2 separate regions of the Canis lupus genome follow, and region 1 is linked to region 2. The links are chromatin contacts, called in public Hi-C maps. All regions are on one chromosome and are shown on one strand. Each heading gives the region's core, a stretch centred on a gene start, on an enhancer-like site or on the middle of the called end of the contact. The rest is flanking DNA. Distances are from core to core; before and after follow the strand shown. Region 1 overlaps INTS7 (integrator complex subunit 7). Region 2 holds the start of NEK2 (serine/threonine-protein kinase Nek2).

Evidence for each region. A called contact is a pair of places that touch in the nucleus more often than the background predicts.
Region 1: a Hi-C map of blood shows a contact between it and region 2, with 3 times the contacts expected there. The contact joins the enhancer-like site here to the promoter of NEK2 in region 2. A contact is called at or near these places in 3 of 9 Hi-C or Micro-C datasets (amygdala and blood).

What each region holds. Positions count from the first base shown.
Region 1 is chr7:10,153,891-10,159,519 of UU_Cfam_GSD_1.0, forward strand. It overlaps INTS7 (integrator complex subunit 7), which reads right to left. Exons shown (of 20, transcript XM_038542073.1): 4 at 3,949-4,086. Among named protein-coding and RNA genes, the nearest start is that of INTS7, 23 kb to the right of the region's middle. Within about 2 kb of position 1,736, at least 2 of the 20 cell types and tissues checked have an H3K27ac peak or open chromatin away from gene starts, as enhancers often do. A contact at or near this core is called in blood, where this site is marked.
Region 2 is chr7:9,904,668-9,909,996 of UU_Cfam_GSD_1.0, forward strand. It overlaps NEK2 (serine/threonine-protein kinase Nek2), which reads right to left and starts at 3,338. Exons shown (of 8, transcript XM_038542071.1): 1 at 3,161-3,338; 2 at 1,709-1,926; 3 at 1,175-1,415. The coding sequence starts at 3,256.

The DNA of each region.
Region 1 (5,629 bases), core at 486-2,985, 250 kb after region 2:
GGAAAATTTTCTGTCAACCTGATAAACATAACTGGGAAAATTTTTTGTCAATCTGAGAAACAATCTAAACAAAAATCAGAATTTCAGAAAACTTGTATCTATCACCATGAGCTTGACAGCTTAATATTTAAAGAATTTCCTGAGACTGGTGGCAAGTAACAAATGTGATCCTTTAATACAATAAAATGGGTCATCATCTAGAAGACCTGCATAACACAGTGAACCAATATTTTCAAGAAGACCAATACATAAATTATAAAACCATACATGGGTAAGAGATTCTAGTAGATTTCAATGTAATGTAGTACAAGTTCAATGATAGCATTTTTAGAGTCCACACTGCAATTAGCTTGTAAGAAACCACCACCTATCTACTTTTGGTATAACATCAAAGAAAAATATCCATAATTACTTATAAAGTCTTTATGAATATTCTTCTCTTTTCCAACTATGTATCTGTGTGAGGCTGGATTTATTTCATATACCTTATCATAAGATATTGCAACAGAAATGTTGAATACATAAACAGACATAAGAATCCAGCCAGACACGAAAAAGATTTGCAAAAGTGTAAAACAATGCTACTCATCTCACAAAACTGCTTTTTTGTTTTGGAAAACAATTATTTTCATAGAAGTATTTTTACATTAACATATTTAGAGAATTGCTATTTTAAAAATGAACAAGTATTTTTTTAAATGTAGCTATTTAAATTTTTAATATTTTAAGTATCAATTGATATAGTCCATGAAAACAAAAAAGCTCTGTGAGGATCTCAATAATGCTTGGAAGTGTAAAGATACCAAATAGTTTGAAAACTATTGTTCAAAGATACCAGTTTCACATTTGACAAGAAAAAGTTAACTTACAAATGTCTTTCAGGTAATAAGAGGTGTATCAGGTATATATAGACAACTCATTCACATTTGAGATGGCTCTTACACTTGTTATTCTTTCTTAGAATGTTCTTCTAACTTGCTGCCTCTTTAATCATTCAGTTTCAGCTCAAATGTTACCTCGTCAGAGAGGCCTTCCCTGATCACTCTACTTAAAGCAACTCACTCAGGTCATTATCACAGTGATGAAACTGTATTATTTCTATCACAAAATTGTTTTTATTTTTACATAACATTAACCCACATCTGAAACTATTTTGTGTTTACACAACAATAGGGCCTTTATCTTCTCCACCTCTATACTCCTGGGCACTGAGACTACTATCTGGAGGAGGTAGATAGTTAATAAGCATTTCTCCAGTAACTTAGGTAACTTTAATACAGCTCAAAATTTTAAATCTGTTATGGGCCTTTAGTGCCAATAAATTGCAAATTAAAAGTCTGCACTTTTCTTTTTTTTTTTTTGTCTAGTAATACTTTTAAAAATTCTTAAAGTCAACATTAAGAATGTATGTTAATAGAGTCCCATATGGTAATAAGACTATAAAGAAGGATGCCTGGGTGACTCAGTGGGTTAAACATCTGCCTTTGGCTCAGGTTATGATCCCAGGGTCCTGGGACTGAGTCCCTTGTTGGGATCCCTGCTTAGTGGGGAGTCCACTTCTCCCTCTCTGTCTACAGCTCCCCCTGCTTGTGCTCTCATTCTGTCAAAAAAATAAATAAAAATCTTAAAAAAAAAAGACTGTAAAGAGAATAATCAGATTTTCCAGCTTCCACGTATACCGCCCCCTCCGCCGACAAAAAAGTCAGCTCTGACAACACTGGGTATACATTCATTCCGGTACTGTCCGGATCAGCTGGGACCAAGGCCTAGCTTTTAGATGTGAGTGCACTATCTAGTTCAGCAGAGTGGCCGCTAGAGGGCACCTCTCACACTAATAATGTTTCCCCAATTTCTGAATGTATTTGGGTTTCCAACTCCTACTTTGTCACCCAGGGGACTAGCTCTTTAAATATATAAAATCTTAATCTTTTTAAAAACAGTTGAGATGTGGTTATGATAATAGACAGAGGGAGAACAGTATTACTAATATTCTTAAGGTCTTATTTGGCCAGTTGCTCTAATTTAAGATACAAAATTGATAAATAGAGATACTAAGACAAAAACTCACTAGCACTGGTTGAGGTATTTGATCTCAAGCCAGGTCATCATCATTTTAGAAGAAAAGGTAAATGCTAATCTCAAAAAGATACAGTTCAAAAAAAAAATATAGACTTCATTATACAATTAGTTAATTTTACACTCTGATACATTTGATAGGCTCTTCAGCCTTTCCTATTGCACTAATTTGGTATTTTTAAATATCACAAATTATATCACAGAAGCCTGTTATGTTACACTTGATCTTATTAGCCAAAAGGCTGAGAAGCGATCGGAAGCCTATTATGTTATAAACTGCTTCTACATAAACTTTTAATTTAAGTGTTTGGTGGGACGCCTGGGTGCTCAGTGGTTCAGCGTCTGCCTTCTGCTCAGAGCATGATCCCAGGGACCTGGGATCCTGCTTCTCCCTCTGCCTATGTCTCTGCCTCTCTCTCTGTGTGTGTCTCTCATGAATGAATAAATAAAATCTTAAAAAAAATTGTTTACTGGTCATCAATACTATAAATGAAGAATGTTTCTATGTTACTTAGTCTAAACCTTATCCAAAACAGATCAGAAATTCCAGAGCTAATAAAATTAGCTTGATAGTAACACGAGAAAACTTGAACCAAAAATGGTTTTCGTTAAACATAATCACTAAATTACAAATGTATCATCTAAATTTAGAAACGAAATTTAGAAAAGTATTTTTTGGCATTACAGGAAATGAAAATTTACTACAGTAGATTATAATTAAAATCTGGAGAAAGTTGGTGACTAGTCCATGTTTTATGCAAATTTAGCAGAAAGTTGGTGACTGGTCCATGTTTTATGCAAATTTAGCAGAAATTTTTAATGGAAATGCCATTTTTTTACTTTTAAAAATAATGCTATCCATCTGGTTATAAAGCCCAAAGTTGCTCCTGACAGTATATAGAGAAATTTAATAAAAAAGGAAAATAAGATACCATCTTATCACCCAGAGACAGTATTTTGATATATACCCTTTGTCTTTTTTCTATTTTATCAATACAAATACCTCTTAAAAAATATACTCTATAATATCACATAAATTATGATATAACCTGTTCTCCAAATATACTTCTAAAATATATTTGTTAAGAGCTGAGATAATATTTCATTGTGGTTGGAAGTTAGGTTGCTACTAAATTTTGTTGTTGTTTCTGTAACATTACAACTAGCATCCTTGCAAATAAGTATCAGTACACATTGCTGACTTACAGGATAAGTTCTCAGAGGTTGATTTTCAGGTCCACTTAAAGGGGATAAAAGGATGAACATGTTTAAAGCAAATGCATATTACCAAAATGCCTCCAGAAAGCAATGCTATTTTTGATATCAGTTAGTAAAGAAGATAATTTGTATTTTTAGATATAGTAACATAATCATGGTCAGCATTGCATCCAAAAAAAAAATTGTTTTATAAGATAATAATATAGGATATGACATCCCAAATAGGTTAAAACTGGTTTCAACTCAAATTACTATCTTTGTCAAACTGTACATAGTTCTTTTTTTTTTTTTTTTTTTTTTTTGTACATAGTTCTAATGCCAAAAAAGCTAACCTTGGGAAGACAATAAGAAAGCAGCAATTTAGCATTAGAACCATGTATGTTTAGAGGGGGATGCCTAAGTGGACAAAACTGCTTCCCAATGAAGCCCTCCCTAACTAATCTGTGCAATCTGTCCTTCTGGAAATTCTTATTTCATGTGCAGTTAATGCCAACATATGTACTTAACCGTTCTGTATTATGTATTGAAGTTTTTTTCCCCCAACATGATGTAAATCCTCCTGGAAAATACACCTTACCACTTACATTTTTCATTTAGTGTTTATGTATATTGATTATTTATTCCTTCAAAACCTTTTCTTTAGCCAATGCTTACTTTGACTGTGCAGAGAAGTTTGCAGCAGCAAAAACGGCAGCTTCGACTTCTACATTATCATGTGAGTCCAGACTCTGACGAATACTATGATGAGCATTCTTCCTCTCAGGAATTATTGATGCCAGACTTCCCAACATCCTACAGAGACAGAGACCCCAAGAAGAACAGAAATACAATAAGCTAAAAATCAAGAGAGGAAGAAGCAAGGCAAAGCTAGATCACACAATTAAAATCTGTAGGCAATCCTTTAAATCTCAGGTTAGTAAAGCATCAACTTTAGGAATCAAGCAGTGACTCAAATTCTAAACACTTTTCTACACTCTGATATGTCAGAAAAATTAACATGGCTTATCTAACATAAGCAAAATTCTAAATTATCATCCTGAAGTACCTCCCAGGTACCAAATAGAGCCCAGAAACTTCTGAATTATTAAAGCATCAAAATATCAATTTTCCAATGTTAAGTCTGTTTTGGCAAAACAACATTTTTGCTATTATGCAAATCCACAAAGTAAAAAAAAGACTTCAGTGAATATGGATACCATGATTTTTAAATTGGTCTTTAACATCAAGAGAACAGAGGTAGAGGTAACAGTGCTCATCTCAGAATCTGCAAGGACGAGGAAGCATCTGGGAAAACACAGTCTACTTTATAATAAATTATAAATTTGGAAAAGGGAAAAAATCTATTGTTTGTAACACAAACTACACAAGATAAAGCTTAAAAGATGTTTCAGCAAAAAGGCATGGATTTTTGAGGGCTACAAAACACTGTGATAGACAAAACAGAATTCCTACAGTGACAGGTTTTCTCAAAGTCGTCCTAAGTAACCTTCCAACTTGACATGTTACCACCTATCTTATGGAGATTTGATAGGACATAAGTATTAGAGTTTATACAAAAAAAATTTTTAAATGGATTAAAAATGTAATTTGTATTCAATTTGAAAATAAGGTTTTGAAATTACGTTATTTTTCAAAAGAAATAAACAGCTTGTAAGATATTATTTCATATAAGAAAAGATTAGGTTAGGCTAATAACATTTTTTTAAACCTTTTTTTTTTTTAAAAGATTTTTATTTTATTCATGAGACACACACACAGAGGGAGAAAGAGCGGCAGAGACACAGGCAGAGGGAGAAGCAGGCTCTATGCAAGGAGCCTGACGTGGGACTCGATCCCGGGTCTCCAGGATCAGGCCCTGGACAGAAGGTGGCACTAAACCGCTGAGCCACCCGGGATGCCCTAATATCAACATTTTTGATGTTTGTTAGTACTTAAATATAAAAGGGCGCAAAAAGCATAATCTCATTAGTCACTACTTTCTGAAAATATTTCTGGTAATATTATAAATTATTTGTAGCACTACATTTCAGAGACTATGAATACCTCCCAGCTTTTTCTTCTTCCATTTGTTTTAATTGACAAGTCTAAAGTAACGGGTAAAAAAAAGAAAACATCTTTAAAGTATCATCTCTTCTTGTCCTTTCCCTTATGTTTAAATCGTCCTGACTCTATAAACTCCTGAGCATTTGAGAGACATCACTTTCTGTTTTCTTTCATGTATTTAACCTTATACATTTTTCCAGAAAGCAAGTTCCTTGAGATCAGAGTTTCCACTTGAATCTATCTTCCTAAAAACACAACAAACTTTCTATTCAATGGGTACTCAGAGTACTTA
Region 2 (5,329 bases), core at 2,088-4,587:
TTTCATTCTGAGAGCTACAGGCCAAGAAATAACCAAAAAGGAAGACAGAACAATTCACACAAAGGTATGCAGAGCCCGGCTCCTTAGAAGGGTAAGAAATTTTGGAAACAAAATATCCAGGAACAGAGGGAAGGGATACATAATGTGAGTGGGCTGCAGCTCCCTGCAGGAAAAAGCAACAAAAAAAGAGCAAGTACAAGAAGCTAACACTGTAAAAACATGTTATCTGGAGTGAATCTCCACCAAGAAGAATCATCTAGAGAGTGTGTTAAAAGGCAGAGTCCAAAATGAAAAGTGGAAGGGGGATGGGGGTGAAAGCAGAGTACAAGAACTGGTCCAGGGATCCAGACTCACTGGATTTGGGTTTGGGGTCCAGGACTCTGCATTTTAAACAAACACTCCAAAGAAGTCCAAGCTGAAGTACAGGACCCACGGCACTTTGGGAGATGTTGCTCTTGAGGCCAGAGACAAAACCTATTTCATCTTTGTAATCCTGGCACTTGGCACAGGACAGTCATTCAATAAAAGCTTCTCTTTAGGGATGCCTGGGTAGCTCAGTTGGGTAACTGTCCGACTCTTTTGCTTTTGGCTCAGGTCATGATCTCAGGGTCTGGGGATCCAGCCCCGAGTTGAGATCCACACTCAGCGGGGAGTCTGCTTGAGATTCTCTCCCTCACCCTCTGCTTCTCCCTCCACTCTTGCTCATGCTCTCTCTCAAATATATAAATAAATCTTAAAAAAAAAAAAAGCTTCACTTTGATTGCTGATATAGAGGAATTTAATAGTCTGGTGGTTCATTTGAAAAAAATACAAATTTAAAATGAACGTTATAGGGATCCCTGGGTGGCGCAGTGGTTTGGCGCCTGCCTTTGGGCCCAGGGCACGATCCTGGAGACCCGGGATCGAATCCCACATCGGGTTCCCGGTGCATGGAGCCTGCTTCTCCCTCTGCCTGTGTCTCTGCCTCTCTCTCTCTCTCTGTGACTATCATAAATAAATAAAAATTTAAAAATAAATAAATAAATAAATAAATAAATAAATAAATAAAATGAACGTTATAATTCTTGGCTATTGTGTATTACTAAGCAAACAAGTAAACAAAACCTCAATTTCCCTGCATTTGAATGCTTAGCATTAGGATGTTTAAAAAGTATTTAAATTCTGAAGTACTTACAGGAGACATGTAATAGGGTGTGCCAACAAATGTTTTTGCAAAACTTGTATCATGGTTTAATATCCTCGCTAGCCCAAAGTCCCCAAGCTTAACGTTTTGCTTGCCATCCAGGAAAACGTTGGCTGGTTTCAGATCACGATGCAGCACAGTATGACCACCATCGCTTCGTCTGTGACATTCCTTTAGGGCCAGAGTCAGCTGAGTCATCACTCGAAGAACAAACTCTTCCTCTAAATATTGTCTGAAACCAAAGCAGTTATACAGCATATAACTTATGAACAAAGCCATTTAAAAAATGGGATAACGTGAAGTCTCTAGTTTTCAGAATGTACAAATAGGGAAATAAACTCTTATTTTCAATATGAGATATGGGTGTTGATTCACCAGAGATTTTCTAAAGTGCTGTCAACCCATCAAACAAATACAAGAAGTCTTTCCCATTACTAAGTACTTCATCCCCAATCCTAAAACAGGATGCTTAACAAAAAAGAAAACTTGGCCCGTTTTTAGCTTAAGTTTAAAAGACGAATTTACCTTTCCTTTGTTCCCTTTGTAATTAGACTAGCCAGGTCCCCTCCTTCACAATATTCCATTACAATGTACAGTGTTGTGTTGGTTCGGTCAATAATTCGATCATAGTAACGGACAATGTTTGGATGCTTCAGTTCACGGAGCAAATTCACTTCAGAAACAAGCATCTGTTTCTCGGCTTCTGTCATGGAGCCATAGTCAAGTTCTTTCCAAACTAATACCTGAAGTAAGAATTTCCAAGGTATGAATGAACTCATTATACTCAAAGAACGAACATTCTAAAATTTTAAAAAAAATTTTTTTTAAGATTTTATTTATTTATTCATGGGAGACAGAGAGAGAGGCAGAGACACAGGCAGAGGGAGAAGCAGGCAGGGAGCCTGATGCGGGGCTGGATCTCAGGACCCTGGGATCACGCTCTGAGCCAAAGGCAGATGCTCAACCACTGAGCCATCCAGGTGCCCCTAAAATTTAAAAATTTTAAAAGTCACTTCTTTATTAAATAGATCACATATTTGTTATCATCTAGTTTACTTCAATAAACTTAAGAACCCCTGCATTTATTTCTGTAACTTTGCCCTCAATTTCAAGCAGTAAATGATGCAATGGGAGACAGGGGCATGAGGCACATATTCGGCCTCCCCCCAAACCGCTGCCTTCAGGTGCTTTGTGGTAGAAAAGTTACTTTCGGGAAAGTTACTTTCGTCAAAGCTGGAGCAGAGGTAATAGGGACACCTGGGTGGCTCAGTGGTTGAGCATCTGCCTTTCACTCAGGGTGTGATCCCGGAGTCCTGGGATCGAGTCCCACATCAGGCTCCCCGCAGAGAGCCTGCTTCTCCCTCTGCCTGTGTCTCTGCTTCTGTGTGTGTCTCTCACGAATAAATAAGTAAAATATTAAAAAAAAAAAAAGAGGTAATCAAAGCCCCTCATCATTCCAACCGGGCCCACTTTTCCAGGGTGAGAGACCTTGGGAAGAAAGATCCCTCCAGCCCCAGACAGGCAGGCAGTTTCCTCTCCATTGTTTCTTCCCGTATTAAGATCTACCTGCACACCCTGGGAAAGAAGAATCCAATAATCCGAAGAACGGGTATTTTTAAACGAGCTCTGACTGCAAGACAAAAAGCTCCAGGTCCCGGTGGTCCCTGCCTCTTTCCTATGTCCGAGGGGGCCGCTCTATTCTGGAAAGAGCTCAACACTCGAGCTACCTACCTGTCACTAATGGGAGGCCCTTAGCAAGTCAAAGCAGGAAAAAGGAGGGAAGGGGGAAAAAAATACAGATAGGAAGATCTCAAAAGATGCAGGCTGGATCCCCAGCCCCGGAGCAAGCCCGGACAGACGCAGACCTGGAAGGCGGGCCTCTCGCTCCCCCGCCAGCCACCCCAGGGGCCGAGGGCGCTCGCCGCGGGCGGGAGAAAGCGCTGCAGCGGCGGAGACAGGGAGGCGGCCCGCGCTCACCTTGCCGTCGCTCTTCCTCCGGATCTTCTGGCAGCGGCCGTAGGAGCCCGTGCCAATGGTGTGCAGCACCTCGTAGTCCTCCGCCCGCGTCGGCATGGCCCGGCCGCCGCAGGCCTCCCGCAGGTCGCTCCGCCGGCTCCGAGACCGCTCCGGGCCACCGCGCAGCCGCTCGGGTCTCCAGCCCGGTTTAACCGACGCGGGCCCGGGCCTGGCAGCCTATTGGCCCGCGGGGAGGCCGCCTCGCCTCTCTGATTGGCTAAGAGAACACAACACCCTAGGCATCCTGGGAAAGGTGTGTTGCTAGGCAACCGCGTCGGCGTCCGCGTCCGCTTCCCCGCTTCGCGCCCCCGGAGGGAGAAAGGGGCGGGGCTAGGCCGCAGGGAGGCGGGGGGATTGGAAGCGGGTGTAGGCGGGTCTCCGCAACTCGGGAACCTCCCGCCCAGGCGTCCTGGGTGCCCGAAGTCCTGAGACCTCCCCTCGGGCTTCTTTGCACGCTGCCGCCCCCTCCCCCCCAACCAAAGGGCTGCCTGCTGACCTCGGCACCCTGACCCCTGCACTACCCACTCTCGTCTACACAGCGCGCCCTCCTCTTAGGTTCCTGAACCCCCGAGCCTGGGAGGCGTCGCACTGAAGTCGTGGCCGGAAGCCGAGTGCGGAGATGCGGGGCTGCACCGTGCACAACCTCGCCGACCCGTGCCCGAACCGGGGCACGCCCGGCGGGGACTGCGCAGAGCGCTGTACCTGTGCCGTCTTGCTTGCTCCTCGACGCCAGCCTGTAATGCAGGAATTAGTATTCTTGCCCAGGACGAAGCCGAAGCACAGAAAAGTTAGATTGCTCGCTTTAGGTCCAACGGCCAGGAAGAGAAGAATCTGTTTGCAAACAGTGGATCCTCCTAGAAAGGATTTAAAGCTTACGCATGACTTTTGGGTGCAATCATCATAGAGTATATATATATGAATATATATAAGAATATATATATATAAAGATTTTATTTTTTTATTCATGATAGATACAGAGAGAGAGGCAGAGACACAGGCAGAGGGAGAAGCAGGCCCCATGCAGGAAGCCCGACGTAGGACTCGATCCCGGGACTCCAGGATCACATCCTGGGCCGAAGGCGGCGCTAAACCACTGAGCCACCCAGAGATCAGGAGAGACTATATTTTTGAACACTAAACGTACAGTCCTGTTTAACATGCACAGGATGTGTGCAAAACCGCAGTGTAGAATATGCAAGTCCTTGATATTTTGGAATACCCAGGAGAATATGGTGGCTCTAAGGCAGAGATAGTCTTTTATCTTTTAGACTCCTACAAAATTTTTTTTATTAGAGAAGACTACCACATAGGTTATCTGGGGTGCCAAACATAATTAATTGGCAGTGCTTCATAAGATATAGCCTCTTCGGGTGCCCAGCTCAGGTAATCAGATGGAGCAGTCCCATTTTTACCTGGGAGAAGGGGCCAGCCCTGGATGGAGGAAAAGTCCATTACCAGGAGACTAATCATTTGGCAGTACATAAATAGGTCAATTTTCTTTAAATATCTGTTCAGCATGGAGTTGAGAGGAACTGGATTTTCTATTAATAAGAATTACAAACCTCTTTACATTAAAAATAAGGAATTTCTTACATGCACTGAATATATAATTGGAATTGCCAGCCGGGAGAATTTTTAAAGTAACATGCAAGGACACGGTCTTACCTCAAGGGAATAGGGCCAATTTAGGTTTCAAAAGTTATGTAAGAAGCCACAAGTGTCTGAGTTAATTAGCATTGTATTTTTTTTTTTAATTTTAGACCTGTTAAAGATTGACACATATGGGGCTCTTTGGCTGTCCTGCCCTAAATCCAATCCTGCACCTTCTCTCTGGCCACCCACTGGCTCTCATGCTTTGTCCCAATTCCCCAAACCTGGCACACTTTCTCATTTCTCACCACCACCACCACCACTGCCACCATCACCTTTGTACCCCTTATTTCGTTTGCCTGGAATACTATCCTCCCTACTCCCCTAACCACTCCCTCACCCCCCATGTCTGTCCAGAGGACACAACTTGTCTTACAATATTCGGTGCCAACTTTCTATCCTGTACCCTAGGAAGCTTCTTCTAGCATGCTAAAACAAGCAGTTTTTCCATCTACACCGGTGTTCACAGACCACCTTGTA